Linked DNA regions of Rattus norvegicus: region 1 is linked to region 2. The links are chromatin contacts, called in public Hi-C maps. All regions are on one chromosome and are shown on one strand. The core of a region is the stretch at or near the end of the contact, and the rest is flanking DNA. Distances in the headings are between cores, read along the strand shown.

The links. Hi-C and Micro-C count contacts between places; a contact is called where the count stands out from the background.
Region 1: a contact with region 2 is called in a Hi-C map of mammary epithelial cells, with 2.8 times the contacts expected there. The contact joins two enhancer-like sites. A contact is called at or near these places in 3 of 12 Hi-C or Micro-C datasets (kidney, liver and mammary epithelial cells).

The regions. Positions count from the first base shown.
Region 1 is chr5:148,185,835-148,188,534 of GRCr8, forward strand. The region is part of intron 7 of Pum1 (pumilio RNA-binding family member 1); the gene reads left to right. Among named protein-coding and RNA genes, the nearest start is that of Sdc3, 63 kb to the right of the region's middle. Within about 2 kb of position 1,392, at least 7 of the 93 cell types and tissues checked have an H3K27ac peak or open chromatin away from gene starts, as enhancers often do.
Region 2 is chr5:148,088,216-148,090,915 of GRCr8, forward strand. No RefSeq gene overlaps it. Among named protein-coding and RNA genes, the nearest start is that of Pum1, 32 kb to the right of the region's middle. Within about 2 kb of position 1,401, at least 72 of the 93 cell types and tissues checked have an H3K27ac peak or open chromatin away from gene starts, as enhancers often do.

The DNA.
Region 1 (2,700 bases), core at 142-2,641, 98 kb after region 2:
GTCTTTACTGACTCAATGTTTTGTTTTGTGTTTTTATTGAACTCTTTTATTTAAGAAGAGTTTATTTGGGGCTGGAGAGATGGCTCAGCGGTTAAGAGCACTGACTGCTCTTCCTGAGGTCCTGAGTTCAATTCCCAGCAACCACATGGTGGCTCACAGCCATCTGTAATGGGATCTGATGCCCTCTTCTGGTGTGTCTGAAGACAGCTTCAGTGTACTCACATACGTGAAATAAATAAATCTAAAAAAAAGTTTATCTCCTGTAGGGTGTTTTTTTTATCTATCTGTCCTTTACTTCATAGTGAAGGAATTGTGGCCCTTTTGGTTTATTAGTCTACAGTTTCATATTACCAGGAGTTTTGGAGTTAGCTAATTATTAGGATTTAAACATAAATGAATTTTGTTTATATCAGAGATACTACTTGTACAGATAGATGTACAGTGTCAGAGATGGCTTCAGGACTGGCTAATTTAAAAAGATTGCTCTTTGGAACCTGTTGAGTTACATACAGCTTTTCATAGATGTCTTAGTTTTTACAGCTTAGGGGTTGCTATGTGCATAGACTATGAATTGTGCATTGTTTTATCCCATGTTTTAATTAGAGTTACCGTTGCTATGATGAAACACTATGGTCATCAGCATGGTGGGGCTTACACATTCACACCGCAGTCACCATTGAGGAAGCCAGGGCAGGAACTTAAGCAGGAACCTGGAGGCAGGAGCTGATGCAAACACAGGTCATAGAGGAGTGCTACTTACTGGCTTCCTGAGCCTGCTTTCTTATAGAACCTGGGATGACGCTCCCAGGGATGGCCCTACCCACAATGCACTGGTCTTTCCCCCATCAATCACTACTTAAGAAAATAGGCTTGCCTGCAATCTGACCTTATGGGAACATTTTCTAAGTTGAGGTTCCCTCCTATCAGATGACTACGGCTTGTGTCAAAGTTGACATAAATCTTGCCAGCACATTTTGTATATGCTAACTATTGTCTTTTCCTTCATTCATGCCAATGACATGGTCAACTCCTGAGCTGTATTGCCAATCTCAAATTAACTTTTTCTCAGTAGATATATATTTTTAAGATTTTTGAGCACCCTGATAACATCTGGCAGTCATTATCCTAAGATGTCCAAGTTTTCTAAACCCAGTTTCCCAGAAGTGCCTGTGGAGAAGCTGGCAAAGTTGAGGAAGGATCATTTGTAAGTTGGTATGCATTCTTACTTTTGCATTTTATATTAGTTTCTTTCTGTTGCTGTGATACAACATCAGGACCAAAGCAACTTAGAGAAGGCACGGTTCATTTGGGCTTCCAGTACGAGACAGTGTGTCATTGCAGGGAGACATAGCGGCGAGTGGCAGGCATGGCTGTAGGAGCAGGAAGCAGGAAGCTGATGACTCATATCTTCTACTGCAAACACAAAACAGAGTGAACCAGAAGTGGCTTGGACCTCTAATCTCTAAACATCACTCCTGGGTGATATAGTTCTTCCAACAAAGTCACACCATCAACCAAGTGTTCAAATGTTTGAGACTGTGGGGCATCTCATTCAAACCACCATATTTCTCAACACACTTAACTCCATTCCCATTCTCGGCCAGCTGTACCACTCTATTTTTTTATGTGCAGCTGGAAAGTCCTCATTTCTTCAGCTCCATTGTATGACGTGGCTCAGTGACCTCAGATCCTGTGTCTTTTCTTTGCCTGCCTATGATAAGGTATTACTGCCTTTGCCTGCTTGTGAGCTGCCTGAGAGCAAGGGCTATCCCCCTGCTTCCCTTTAGTCAAATGGGGGGGGGGGCTTTCCTCTGTTTCTGTTAGAAAGTTTCCCAAATTAAAATTTGAAACTCTGTAATAGCTGGGAAAGTTTTGGATGTTGTTGGAAGGTTTGTTATATAACCTCCAGTAATATAATATTACAGCATAATGGCCGGGGTAGTTATTTCTTGGATCAGATGTTCCAAGGGTCACTGTGTGGCCGTCTGGCCTTTCACATCCAGAAAACATTTTCTTGTTTTGTGAATTGATGTAGGGAGATTGTGGCTTCGTGGGCTACTCATGATAATGTGTAGTTAGTACCTTTTCATCTGTAGACAAGTGTATCTTTGAATAGAGCAAAGGTTTCTGTTCCAGTTGTTTTCAGTTGTTAGGACGCCTCTCATCATTTCTGTAGAACAGGCAGCACTCTGATGATGCTGGGGAGATGGCTCAGTGTGGTAGATGCTCTTGCACAAGACACGGGTTGGCTCTCCAGTACCTGTGCTGTGTGGCTTACAGCTGCCTCTGGTACGACCACCAGCTTCTACTCTGTAGCTCTGGCTGTCTAGAAATCTGCTATGTATACCAGGCAGGCCTCAAATTCTGTCTGTTTGCCCATGCTGGGATTAAATAAAAGTGTGTGCATTTAATGCCCGTCTCTGACCTCAGTAACAGGAGTGCCCACATACACACGCACACACACAAACTCTGAAATAACAAAGAGATAAGATCATTCATGTCTACACCCTATGGAGAGTTTCTGTCTCCAAAGAAAGGAAGAATTTATGGAACAAGTGCCAGCGAGCTGTTCCTTAAAAGCCTTTCTTCAGGAAGAAGCCGAAAATCAAAAATAGTAAAGCCTAAAATGTAGATTATCCAGAGTGTGTTTAACCGGATGGGTTATTTGAGAGACTCTGAAGGTGAGTAGGCGCTGTGCAT
Region 2 (2,700 bases), core at 151-2,650:
GGATTATCCACTGCACGGTTCTGCTACCCATCTTATTTTTCTGTGTCTTTGTTGGTTTTCGAGACAGGGTTTCTCTGCGTAGCCATGGCTGTCATGAACTCACTTCGTACATCAGACTGGCCTTGAACTCATAGAGATCTGCGCCTCTGCCTCCAGAGTGCTGCAATTAAAGGCATGTGCCACCCTGCCCAGCCTCATCGTATTTCTTGAAACGGCATCTCCTGTGGAACCTGGAGTTCATCCTTTGGGCTAGACGGACTAGCCCATGAGCTCCTGGGATCCTCCTTCCTCAGCTTCTCCAGCTCTGAGTTAGGAATGCCCTCAATGCCAGGCTTTTATGTGGGTAGGAGGATTAGAACTCATGCTTGTGTGGCAGGCACTTTACCAATTGAACCCTCTCCCCAGCCCTGGCATTATTTTTAAAAAGACGATTAATACAGGCCTGCAACTGCAAGTGCAAAAGCAAAAAAACAAACAAACAAAAAGAAAACTACTCTAAAAATGGCTCCCCCATCCCCCCACACCCCCAAAGGTGAGTTTCAGGAGACTTCCATTCCATTAGAAGCCAGCTTTGTCTTTGGCTGTCAGTCCTTCTAGAGCCCCAGGAGGAGAGAGACTGCCTGGGGTGTTCACAGCTGCTCTTCTCCACAGCTAGTGAAAGCTAATAAACATTGTTGAAAAATGTTAGGCACCATTCAGAAAGTCTCAGCTCCTAGTCTTTATTTTATTTTATTTTATTTTATTAGATACGATCTCACTGTGTAGTCTTGGCTGAAACTTACTATATGTAGAGCAGGCTGGCCTTGAACTCACAGAGATCAGATCTGCCTGCCTCTGCTCCCCAAGTGGTGAGATTAAAGGCATTCACCAGTTCATGGGGCCTTTTCCCCAACCTCTTTCTATCTATCTACCTGCCTACCTACTTACCTATCTATTGATTTAGAGACAGGTTTTTCTCTAGCTAAGCTTGGCTTTGAACTCCTGATCCTTCTGTTTCTATCCCCTGGGTTCTGGGATTACACACACCACTTTATTACATTTTAATTCAAGAGAGCAGCAGATCCCTTTGGATAAAGCCCGCAAATGAATGATATCAATAAAAATTTGTTAAATGAATAAACGACGGTGAAGGAAGGTCCTCAGGGGCTCCCACAGGCAATGCATGCTGATTTATTTCTGCTGGTTTTTTTTTTTTAAACACTTCCTGTCTGTCAGCTGCTGGGCAAACACTGAAGATGCTCATCTGTTATTCTTGTTGAGCAGCATTACCTCACCCTTCTGGTAACAGAATCCCCATCTTTCTCAAGGGGATTGTCTTTCTCCACTCAACCCACACTTCCATCAGCTCCAGGGCTGATGACTCAGGCCAAACCAGTCAGAATGTGTCAGCCCCTTGGCAACAGTGACTGGATGTTCCGGGGAGTGGCGCGCCAGGGTAGACCAATGAAAGCCAGCCCTGGATTTGTGTGGTAAGAGAACTCTGTGAGAATGGCCGCTTACAGATAATGTCCAAAGGAACTGAGTGAAGGGGAGGAGTTAGCCACCAGTAATGGAGAGACACCCCCATCGCACTGGAGGAAGACGGTAGGAGAAAGGAGGAGAAGCTGTGCCATGAAGGATTATGGAGTTCACAATGAGAAGCTATGCCGATGTTTTAAGCAGAGGAGGAGTAGAGGCCGGGAGATCTCCAGTACAAAGCCAGCCTGGACTACATAAGGGAGTTCACGATCTTTGTTTGCGAAAGAAATGCAAACAAAGGAAAAGGAAGCTCTACCAGGAATCCCGACCCTTGGGCGGATCAGAAATTCAAAACCATCCATCCTCCAGTTGCATCCATATACGTTTGGGGCAGTGCTGTCATAAGATCTGATCCACTTTGTTTGAGCTCTTTGTGAGGGTGTGGAGATGACTCAGCAGTTAAAGAGGCTTGCAGCCAGGTCTGATGATGACCTGTGTTTGATCCCTGGGACCTTCAGCACACAGTAGAAGGAGAGTACTTACTCCCTAAAATTGTCCTCTGCCTTTTATACTTGTCTCCCAAATAAACACATGTTTAAAAATTATAAAGGGGTTGGGGATTTAGCTCAGTGGTAGAGCGCTTGCCTAGAAAGCGCAAGGCCCTGGGTTCCGTCCTCAGCTCCGAAAAAAAGAAAGAAAGAAAAAATTATAAAATAGAGCACTGTTTGAAGATGAAATTGGGAACGAGGAGAAGGGGGACAAAGGCCATGGCCATCAATGAAGACAGAGAAGATCAAACTCTGATTTGGTCTAGGGTTTTAGCTATGGTGACAAGGAATTTGGCATGGCCTGTTTGAGAACAGAGGGACAGCTAAAGAAAACAGTTCAGGGAGCAGCTGCTGCTGACGTCATTTGAACACCTGGATCCAGCTCTGCCTGAGGCTGTTTCTCCTAGTTTAACGAGCCAATACTTCATTATTTTTAAATTTTATTACACTGGGTTACATAGGTCATTTTCATGCACATACACATATATACACATATGTGTATATATAAATTTCCTTTTGTACTTTTTGTTTATTTTATTTTATTTACTGGTTGTTGTTGAGACAGGGTTTCCTTATATAGCCTGACTGCTATAAAACTTGCTACGTAGACTGGTCTTGCCTCTAACTTGCTCTGTAGCTAAAGATGGCCTAGACCTCCCTCTACAGCTCTGACTGAACCCAAACTCATGGGAAT